Regions from separate parts of the Zea mays genome. Here regions 2 and 3 are each linked to region 1. A link is a contact called in public Hi-C data. All regions are on one chromosome and are shown on one strand. Each heading gives the region's core, a stretch centred on a gene start, on an enhancer-like site or on the middle of the called end of the contact. The rest is flanking DNA. Distances are from core to core; before and after follow the strand shown.

Region 1 (3,791 bases), core at 228-2,727:
GGTACTTGAGCGTGAGAATACCTCTCTTGGACTGTGCCTCATCACCAACATATGCATCCTTCTGCCCCATCCCTACCATGACACCGGTGTGACGAGGACGCCCAACGATGCTAGGGAATACAGCCCTTGGTGCATCATCGCCGGCAAAACCAGCCTAGAAGATAGATACACAAAATTAGTGGCATATTTGGGTGGGGGAGACTATGGCTGTACAAATTAAGGGGAAAAGCACTGACCTTGACCATTCCGGTGCCATTGTCGCAGACAAGAGGCTGGATGTCCTCACCATCAGCCATTTCTACAGAACTGCTGCAGGTGGCGCATATGGATAGAATCAAATGAGTCAATGATGAAAGTGTTTTAGTTCAATATGTGATTGAAAAGGAGCACTGGATTTGAGACGCATGCTAACTGGAAGACAACGGTTTCTGACGTTATATTGAATCTGAAATTTGCAACATCGCATTCAGGGGCGGGGCGGATCCAGTAAAGGGACTTATATGCATCTGAAAAAAAATCGCACCCCCCGCCGCGCTGATGCCACCGCTGTTGCAGATCCGGACTCATGGAATGCGGATCCGTGCCCCTGCAAGTGGATCTCCACCCACGCCACGCCACGGATCCGGCCATAGCGCACCAGATCGAGCCCAGCCCTAGCTGGCGCAGGCAGGAGGAGGCAAGCACGCTTGGGGAGGGAACTCGCGAGGAGAGTACAAAGGCCTCGCTGCCGCCACCCTCGCACCGGCGCGGGCCTCCGGCCGCGTGCTCAGGCGGCAGCGAGCGAACTCTTGCAGCGGCGGCGCGGGTTCCGCCCGTGTCGCCCCGCAGAGGAGCGACGGTTCGCAGCTTCGCACAGCATGAAGGGAAGGGAAGAGAAGAGGTGGGAGTACCTGGTGGGTGCTCGCTGCCGGCGAAGAGGCCAACGAAAGCCTCAGCACCCTGGCTTAGGGCGGCGGCGGCGGCAACTGTGGTCTGAGAGCGAGGAGAGCAAGAGAGCAGGAATGCAGCGGACGGAAGGGGAAAGGGGGAATGCAGGAGGAGCAGTTGTTTGTGGCCTGCAACCGCGAGAAGACTGCCAGACCCAGATGCGATTGAGAAGGGATCTGTTCTGTGCTGGCTTGCAATTCGACGGGTTTGGCTTCTTCACAAAATAATGGACAGTGAGGGGCTTTTCTATAAACACTTTCCTCCAGCCGTTGGATCCGTCAACCCGATCTGCATTACAGAGACAGGTGTGTCGTCGTCTCCTCACTCTCGCCTCTCCCCTCTTCACCCGTGGGCCGACGCGCCGCCGCAGCAAGCAGCCGAGAGGGGAGGGGATGCTAGCCGCACGGAGGGGCGCGGCGGCCGCGTGGGCGGCACAGGCCTTCCACTCCTCCTCCGCAGCGCTCTCCAAATCCACTGTAAATCCACTGTACCCCCTCCAAATTAAACTTCCCCGCTCTCTCCAACCATGCATATCTGTGGCTCTTCCTTCCAGCGTACTAGATGCGATGTGATGCGAGATTAGCCTAGGAAACATTAGCCAACGGCAGGCGCCAGCGCCACCAAAAAAACAAATAATTCCGTGTCAGCACACCTTCAGTGGAATTTCAGTACCAGTAGACAATGGATTTAGCTTGCATTTCCTTTCCTTCCAAACAAAAATGTGCGTGTGCAAGTGTAATGTTGCACGCTCTCACTAGTCGGAGAGCTGTTAGTTGTTCAGATATATTTTGTAATGACTTATTACAAGACCCAGCCCAGTGCATATATCACTCATCGCTCCTTAACCACTCGCCATGTATGCACTGTGGCATCAGAGCGTTTCTGGAATCATTTCGAACCTAACAGTGGTTTTGGGCAGCCTCGATTCCGCTTCACCGTCCGTGAAAAGCGAGGGGATGCGAAGAGCGCCCTTAAGAACCTTCTGCTCAATGGCGGCACATGTCAGGTATTTGTCTTGGCGATCTTTTTTCTTTCTCCCCTTCCTACTCGTGAATTCTCTCTGCCTGCAGACATGTGAGCTTGTTTGTCTCTAAGCAATTCCACTAATGCACTTAACTTCTGGAGCGACCCCGTTTCGATGCGGTCGTCCTGGTATAAGTAACTGGACATGTACCACATGCCGGTTGGTGCTCGTGGGCACAAACAGATTTGCCTCCTTCACCGCTACAGCTCAGTTCATACCTGTGACTGCATTGTTCTTTTTCATTTGTTCGGGGAAATACATTCCCCGCTGTGAAAGTGGATTGCTTCAAGTACGCGTCGTTGCTCTCTACAGGAAAGCAGTAACAAACAAATGAGGAAGCAGAAAGGTGGTACCGGGTCGAAGGCTCAGCGCTCTGCTCCAGGAAAAAATCCCTGTGGAAAAAATAAGCGTAAGCTCTTTCAAACCGTTTACCTTGAGTGACTTTTGAATTTTAAATGCTTGTGTTGTTCTGTGTACAGCTCAATTATATGTTTTCAATCATCTAGAATACTGGACAGGATACTAAAAATACACAAACATGAGGGCTCTGCCAACCTTTTACACGTGCATTTGTTCCGCACTAACATTTCCCTGCGAGCATTGGCTTTTAATGATTTTTGCTCCATTATTTATTTGCTGGACGATCATTTTCCTAGCACCTTTGCTATGTACCTTTTATTATTTTATGGATAAGTTACATTTCACGATCTGCTTGTTACCTTCAAATTATTATTATTTGGATGGATTATACCTAAAAAATTAGCCTTGAATAGGAGCACGAGCACGTAGAAAACACAGTTATTCACGTGCATGAACTTTGTCTTATGCCTTCTGTTGGGTTTTAACTCTAGTCTACTCTAACTTGGGACGAAAAGGCTTTGTTGTTGTTGTATATTTGGATGACAAGAACTGCACATTGATGTTTAACTTAGGCGGGCATTACTGGAAAAGCTTCGATGATGACGATGAATGCGCGCACACACCATATGGTACCTATGGTGGTAAGAAATCTTTCACCTGGTACTGGCCTGGGGAGGACGACGGCCTTGGTAGTAATCCTAGTGGTTTTCAATGGAGGGAGGAATCTCAGTCTGCCAAATCAAAGGAGAAGTTCTGGAACGAAAGTGACGTCGATGAGGACGAGGGGTCGAGCCGTGATGATCTGCGAAGCTATAGGATTTCTCTCGGATTGCCAGTTTTAGGTCCCTTAAAGCTGGATCATATTAAGGCTGCGTGAGTCATCTGAACGTTTCCTACAACACCACATTGCACTTGCAGGGCTTCAATGTCACAAGGTTGCTAATTCAACATGGTGATTCTGCAGTTTTCGTGCATCTGCTCTCAAGTGGCACCCAGACAAACATCAAGGGCCTTCACAGGTTGGTGTCATAGTATGTGTGTTATCCTTGCATTTTATCATCTGTTTCAAATGATTCTCGTGACTGGTGCTGAAGCTCAGTATCTATTCCTTCAGTGCATGGATAAATCCGGATCGAATACAGACAGATACTAGTGATTTTACATTTTTTTCCTACATCTCATATTATATTCTATATTTTTATCTCGGGTCTTAGAACCAGATACAGATTATCTGGATAATGGTATCTATCTCATATAAGTACATATCAGAAATCTGATTTTGAATATCCGGATTCGGGTACGGTTGGATGCTAAATTTTCGGGCTTAGATACAGACTATTCATATAGAATTTTGACCCTTTCGGAACGGATAGATAGCGGAATATATCCTTTCCATCTTCATCCCTACTTCAAGGAACTGTTTTGCGTGCATTGCCAAATTGACATGCACGGCACACTTAAAGTGATTGAGTTGATTTGT
Region 2 (3,538 bases), core at 269-2,768, 210 kb after region 1:
CGCACAGGTACCACGGGACTTGGCAGTCTTCCTGGCTTATTCGTAGAGGGAGCGACAACGACGGTGGTGAATCTCCACGGCGGCCGCCCTTCCCTCTCTTCTATGCTCGCGACAAGCATTCACGGTGGGGTGGATTCAGGTGAGAGCATAAGCACGGGGTCTGGGGACCCTTCCCATGGTCACGAAGCTCGGGTCAGCCAGTTGGCCCACACATATCGTTGGGCGGTTTCAACCAACCGACCGCGGCGGTAGCCCGGGTGAGAAGATAAACAGTGGCCATGGCCCACCGCCCACATGCCAATGAGCTGGTGCTTGATAATGCGAAGCGCGAGTGGGAGGCTGACACCTAGGGCCCGCACATAGTGTCTGCTGAGGAGGGGAAAATTGTCCCACATGTAATATTAGTGAAAGAAGCATTCATAGTAAGGGCATGTACAGTGAAGAGACATCAAAATGGTTGTCCAAGCACAAGAGACACCTAAGAGACTCTATTATATAATGTAGTGTCTATAAATGTAGTCTGTTAATAAATACAGAATTAAATGCATTTGTACAGCATCAGATCGATAGAACAGACGACAAATTCGTACAGTGGGAAGTGATGCGTCTGTTGCTACTTGTTTACGAGCCAGAGGCGTCTCTTCACGGAGAGACGGCTCTAAGATTTTTTTTGCAAATATCCCCTTAAAACACCTTAAGAGCCTCCACATTAAACACCACTGTACATGCCCTAATTAAATAGAAGAACTCCCTACTATTATAATTCAAAATTTTATAAGTCAATTTTAAATCTGAGTCATTAACTCCCATTATTACTTTGTTATTTGTATATTAATTTGAAAAATATATGTTTCTTAATAAATCATGTACTAGTATCAATTCCTCTATCATTCCATAAGTAGCACAAAAGAGCTTCCTGATCTCCTAAAACATATTTTAGTGTTTAAAGTGGCATGGCTGGCCACGACGACGTGCGGTTTTGCAGCGGAGCTCCAACGACTGCGAGGAATTCCGCACCTCCTAGTCCATCACATCGCTCCACTAGGTCTTACATACGTTGGGCACCGACTAGCGAAGCGCCTGAGCGATGACACAGGCGCAGACCTACAGCGGTGGCGCCCCTGCTCCGTCAAGCAATTAGCGGGCCACCGGTGGATTTCCCCGCCCAAGATGGCCACGAATGCGTCCTATGTGTACCCGCGAATCCCCTCATCGATCTGCTCTGTGGGAGTAGAATACCTACACAATCGAGATATGATGGCGGCGACATCCACCCCCATTCCTCTCTACTGTCACCCAATGATGGTGCTTGGCTTCCCTTGATGCGGCGCATGGTGCACCACTTTTATGCTTCGAGGGTGAGGCGAATCGGCCAACTCGGCTGTGGGAATGGCAGAGGTAGCTTCAACCACCCAGTGATCCCGCGGGGAATTGGTTGCAAGGGAAGGGGATAGCACTGACCTCGTGGCCCACCGGACAGCCAGAGGACCAACATGCATGGTACGACGCTCGACGGACGAGTGGTCCAGGACCAGGAGGTGTTAGCGGTTCAAGTTGTGCGCAGCGCGTGCTGGGGTGCGGTCCCACGTGATAGCGGCATCGGGACGAGTCCGCGCCCATGCGCGTGATGCCGAGGAAACATCTGGCGGTCGGGCCCCACACGCAGTGACTCCATGAGGCAGCGAGTCAGTCTATTGGGGTCCAGTTGTCGACGCCAACGACTGGGCTAGGAGGGGATAGTTGGGCCGGCACAAGGTGATTTCTAGGCCGATTTGTGAGGTTTTGGCCCAGGAGGTAAGGATTGCCCTTTTTTCTATTCCTTATTTGTATTTCAATTTTCTGATTTCCAGTTTAATAGTCAAATTCAAAACTGTGTTTTACGTTTCAAAATTCCAATTTGATTTGAAATGCAACAATCAATCTCCAGCATGAAGCGACATATATAATTATATTAATTACGCTATTCATTTATTTATGCAAATGTCTCACCTATGCAAAACACACTTTTAAGAAAAGACCGCTTTGCAACGGTAGTTAAAGTAAAAAAGTTTATCCATAGATTCAACATTTTACTACTTATTTAGTTTCGTATACATAACCTTTAGCATGAATTATTCAATTCCAAATGCTTTTAAAGAGTGTTTTATTTATAAAGTTTATAAAGGGAAATCATGAAAGGATTGAAAGTCTCACATGTGTGTGGGTTTCGGGTCCACCAAATCCTAGCTTGTCCCGGGTTTCTTTGAGGGGGCGCTTTTTGTGCAGCTTTCACCTGTCCACCACACTTGTGCATGGTGAGCCCTTGAGTCTCTACTCGATGTAGAGTTCCATCTCGGGGACATCTCGTATTTTTAGTTTACACTCCCCCGCACATCCCCTTCGCGTAGATGAGGGCATGTGCGCCATACCACGCTTTCCTCGATGGGCTAGCAATGGCGTTTGGTGGGCTACAAATGGGTAATTCGAGTGAGGTCCTAGTTCCTTCCATAGGATCCAAGCGTGGGGTCCGCTGGGGACCGTCCTCATACTCCAAGACACCAACTCATATAGTTCCAAATTCTGATCAGAATCGATGGCTCACTGTCTCTCTTTGAAAGGGAAATAGGCTTACACCTTTTCCTAATTGATTTTGGTGGTTGAATTGCCCAACACAAATAATTGTACTAACTAGTTTGCTCTAGATTATAAGTTCTACAGGTGCCAAAGGTTCAACACAAACCAATAAAAAGTCCAAGAAAGGGTTCAAATAAAAAGAGCAAAAGACAACCCAAATGCAGCCCTGGTCTGGTGCACCGGACTGTCCGGTGCACCAGGGAGTTCCACTCCAAACTTACCACCTTCGGGAATTCGGGGAGGCCGCTCCACTATAATTCACCGGACTGTCCGGTGTAGCACCGGACTGTCCGGTGTGCCAAGCGGAGCAACGGCTCCAAGCGCCAACGATCGTCCGCAAAGCTACAGTGAACAGTGAACAGTGCAACTGCGCGCAGAAGTCAGAGCAGGCGTCAGAAGGCGCACCGGACAGTGAACAGGACCTGTCCGGTGCACCACCGGACTGTCCGGTGGCCCTCATGTCAGAAGCTCCAACAGTCGAACCCTAACGGTCGGGTGACGTGGCTGGCGCACCGGACAGTGTCTGGTGCGCCATACGACAACAACCCTCACCAACGGTCATTTTAGTGGTTGGGGCTATAAATACCCCCCAACCACCACACTTCAATGCATCCAAGTTTTCAGCCATCAAACCTCATACAAGAGCTATAGTCTTCATTCCAAGACACAAACAAAGAGATCAAATCCTCTCCCAAGACCGGAATCACTCCAATCAAATTAGTGACTAGAGAGAGAGACTTTTGTGTTCTTTTCAGCTCTTGTGCTTGGATTGCTTTTCTTCTTCCTCTATTCTTGTTTCCAACTCACTTGTAATGAAAACAAGAGACACCAAGTTGTGGTGGTCCTTGTAGTGGACTAAGTGTCCCATTTGATTGAAGAGAAAGGCTCACTCGGTCTAAGTGACCGTTTGAGAGAGGGAAAGAGT
Region 3 (3,999 bases), core at 448-2,947, 230 kb before region 1:
ACTAAAAATAGCATAAGTGGTTGATAGTCGAATCCGTCTGTAAAAATATACCGCATCGCAGGCTTTGAGCCTTTTTCTACTAGTGTAACGAGTGTATATAAGTAATTATATATATATATATATATATATATATATATATATATATATATATATATATATATATATATATATATATATATATATATATATATATATATATATATATATATATATATATATATATATATATATATATATGGTGCAACTTTATTTATTTACACATGTTGCTGCATGCATGCAGGATTAAGTTTCACAAGTTTACAAAGCTAGCTTTTATGCGCCAAGATATATGATCATGCATGACAGGTAGCTCGATAGATCACGTGAAGGTCGGGCGCGTATGGGATTTATTCTAACGATTTTTTTTTTTTGCTACTATATATATGCAGAGAACTTTTACCATCTATGGTCGAAGAAAACTAGATCGCTGGTGAAGAACGGAGAAAACAAATGACGTTTCGACGACGACCAGCAGCTAGCATGCATGTTTTTGCCTAGCTAGTTCATGTACGTTATTGCATCGTCCGTCGTCTGCTCTGGTTGACGATTAAAAGCTTGCAGCACTAGAAACCACACACGCGCCATCGAACATCTACATCGAACACCGACATCGAATCGCGCGCGCAGCATTGTCGGATGATGGAGCAGTACGTACTCATGTGTGTTTGTGTGTGTGATGGAATTCATTACTGTTATCGTGCGGCGCTTTGATTTGTTTTCTGTTGCCGGTACACTCCAAAAGAATCGATACTGGTAACCGGAAGAAAACCCAAAAGCTGGCTGGCTATCAGCACGTACGGTCTATTAAAATTCGCATAAAAAAGGGGGAAGTGTGCTGAACATGTAAATAAATTAAATACACATCAAAGCAGGAGTACTTAATTTATTAGCTGCTGTGTATGCATGTGTGCATTGATATGAAAATTAGCATGCATCCGTACCTTGCGTTAGGATCCTAAAGCAAAGCCTGATAATATAGTATCCATGTAGTAATTGTTAGCTCCCTTTCTCTATTAATACATGGCTCGTCTTCTTTGGCGGGTTTATTTTGGTTCGTGGCTAACTGTATCATATATATTTTGTCTAAGTTTAATCGTGCGAATTGAGAAACTAATTTTAAATAGAAAAGAATAGATAGACGTAACAAGTTAGGCAGCAAGCCAAAAACAAGTTTCTCGGTTTAATTTTATGCGTAAGCCGGCTGTACACGCTTCTGTTGTCTTTTTTTTTACACCTCAGCGTTGAGTCCTCTTACGATAAACAAACCTCAGAATGGTGACACGCCTACACAATCGCCAAATATCAAATCAATAATCTAAAGGTAAAAAAGAAGGGGGGAAGGCGCTTTATAGCTAGCTTTTCTCCTTTACCCACCGAGTGTATTTGGACATATATAATAATATGAAAAAAAAAGAAAGGGAGGCGCTTTATTTTAATTTCTGGCTCGCTCTCGCCCAGCTTTCCTCGTCTTTAGCTAATTGCGACCCATGGAGGAGAAGCACTCACATAAAATACTCTCCAGCTGCAGGATTATTGCTGCATATGCCGGCCGTGCTCATGTTATATTTGCAGCAGCTACACATACAGCAGCACATATATATAAATAAACATAGATGATGCATATGTGTACACTCTATAGCTAGCTAGTGTTATTCGATCTCTCTCTCTATATATATACATATGTGTCACTCACGACTCCACAGATAGATAGCTACACGTACGTACGTGTGTGTGCAAACAATCCGATCAGCTGGGAAGCAAACAACAACGAACGAACGCCATGATGGCGGCGTGCTTGGAGGCGAAGAAACCCTACCTGATCGCTCTTGCCATCCAGATCATCGGCACCGGCATGTTCGTCATCTCCAAGGCAGCCTTCGACGACGGCATGAGCACCTTCGTATTCATCTTCTACAGGATGGCCGCCGCCTCGCTCATCCTCGTGCCCACAGCCATTGTCCACCAAAGGTATATATAATTTCATCCATATCGTCGTAAGAAGGGTGCGGTGCATGCATTTATAAGAAGTGCACCCAGTTAATTAACCATGCACATGCATGCATGCATGAAGATGCAGCAAATATACGACTGCGCGCGCGCAGGTGTGTCGTGTGTGTGTAGGTAGGTACTCCTACTTTCGATGACATGCATGCATGGCAAATTAATATACTACGTACGGTGCTCGGTGCACACGCCCTAACGACGACGTCGTATCGTACGACTCTCTTTTTCGAATTAATTTAAAAAAACAGAAATTGTACAGCTCTTTATTTGTTGGCCGTATATGCATGCAGGAAGAATATGCGGTCCATGTCTGGGAAGCTGCTTCTCAAGCTCTTCTTGCTCGCCTTGATCGGGTACGTACGCATATACATGGCTCATGCGTGCATGTGTTAATTTGGAATCGATCGATAGACGATGATGTCTTTGCTCATGCATGCACGCATTCACATGCCTGAAAAAAATATATTAAATTTTTTTGCAGGAACACATTCAGCTTGAACACGTACAACCTGACCCTGAAGCTGACGTCCGCGACGGTGGGGTCCGCGCTAGCCAACTCCGTGCCCGTATTCACCTTCTGCCTGGTGCTGGTGCTGAGGATGGAGACGGTGAACCTGAGGACGGCCGCCGGCGTGGCCAAGGCCGCCGGCGTCGCGCTCTGCGTCGCCGGAGTCCTCGTCCTCGCCTTCTACGCCGGTCCGGCCATGAGCCCCGTGAACCACCACCGCGCCTTCGCCGCCCCGAGGCAGCACGCCGCCTCCACCGGTGGTCCGCCGAGCAGGTCGAGGTGGATCACAGGGACGCTGCTCATGGTCCTCGCCAACGTCACGTGGGCCCTCTGGATCGTCCTGCAGGTATCTATCTATCTACCTATCCATCCCCTCTCCTTTCCTTGCTGTCAGTATCAGATGTGTCCTTAGCTATTTATTAGTACTCCCTTGGTTCCTGTATATAAGACGTAATCACTTCTGAATTAAAGACCAAAAAATACATTTAATTCTCTTTATATCATTACGCCTTATTATATTGTGGGACAAGAATAAAAATTAGTTACGCGAGTAGCAGATCCCCTGGTGGTTTGCTAAACAAGTTTCATCCAGTAAATTAAGAGCAAGTACTTACTTACTAGAAGGCGAATAATCTAGTTTGATTAGGTATGATATATAGTGATGTGTGTGTGCAGTGTCCACTAATAACATGCATGATGCATCCAAGTTAAGCATGCATATGTCCTTTCACCTGGTGCCTGCTGTGTTGGACTATTATTCCATGCAAACATGCAACGTTAATTTTCAGGTAGAAGCTAGCTAGATTAAAAAAACACCCCGAATATACTGCTACAAGCTATGCTAGGCACATAATTAATGTATATATGATTCTGTTAGGTATAATAGAGACATGTATTTATATATATTGCTAGCAGTGGCAGGGGACCGAGCAATAAAGTTAGTTACTTGGAATCTTGAGACCAAATAATTAAATAAATATACATGTTCTTAATATATGTTTGTGGCCTGCGTGCGTGCAGTCGGCACTGCTGAAGGAGTACCCGAACAGGATGCTTGTGACGGCGACGCAGTGCGTGTTCAGCATGATGCAGTCATTCGTGGTGGCAGTGGTGGCCGAGAGGGGTGACATGTCCAAGTGGAAGCTCCGATGTGACATTACCCTCGTAGCCGTCCTTTACGTGGTAATTATATCTAGAATTTATTTACTAACTTATATATTGATAGAATATTTTTTTTATTATTGTCTTTTTTTTTCTGATTCATGCATGCTATGCTACCGCCAGGGTTTTGTGGTGACGGGACTGTCCCATTACCTCCAAGCATGGTGCATGGAGCTGAAAGGCCCCGTGTTCCTGGCGATGACGAACCCGCTCTGCTTCGTCTTCACCATATTCAGCTCCTCCTTCTTCCTGGGAGAGATCGTGCACCTCGGCAGCATCTTGGGTGG

Evidence for each region. Hi-C and Micro-C count contacts between places; a contact is called where the count stands out from the background.
Region 2: a Hi-C map of leaf shows a contact between it and region 1, with 7 times the contacts expected there. The contact joins the enhancer-like site here to the promoter of LOC103629275 in region 1. A contact is called at or near these places in 4 of 25 Hi-C or Micro-C datasets (ear, endosperm, leaf and 1 more).
Region 3: a contact with region 1 is called in a Hi-C map of bundle sheath, with 5 times the contacts expected there. The contact joins the promoter of LOC100192030 here to the promoter of LOC103629275 in region 1. A contact is called at or near these places in 10 of 25 Hi-C or Micro-C datasets (bundle sheath, ear, leaf and 1 more).

Annotation. Positions count from the first base shown.
Region 1 is chr6:49,175,916-49,179,706 of Zm-B73-REFERENCE-NAM-5.0, forward strand. LOC103629275 (actin-97) reads right to left here and starts at 1,478. Exons shown (of 5, transcript XM_008650452.3): 1 at 891-1,478; 2 at 237-306; 3 at 1-154. The coding sequence starts at 296. LOC100285325 reads left to right here and starts at 1,251. Exons shown (of 6, transcript NM_001158218.1): 1 at 1,251-1,403; 2 at 1,847-1,933; 3 at 2,264-2,360; 4 at 2,884-3,184; 5 at 3,276-3,330. The coding sequence starts at 1,320.
Region 2 is chr6:49,383,098-49,386,635 of Zm-B73-REFERENCE-NAM-5.0, forward strand. No RefSeq gene overlaps it. Among protein-coding and RNA genes, the nearest start is that of LOC103629276, 92 kb to the left of the region's middle. Within about 2 kb of position 1,519, at least 19 of the 20 cell types and tissues checked have an H3K27ac peak or open chromatin away from gene starts, as enhancers often do. A contact at or near this core is called in ear, endosperm, leaf and 1 more, where this site is marked.
Region 3 is chr6:48,945,926-48,949,924 of Zm-B73-REFERENCE-NAM-5.0, forward strand. LOC100192030 reads left to right here and starts at 1,698. Exons shown (of 5, transcript NM_001137453.1): 1 at 1,698-2,007; 2 at 2,334-2,396; 3 at 2,525-2,897; 4 at 3,572-3,733; 5 at 3,836-3,999. The coding sequence starts at 1,820.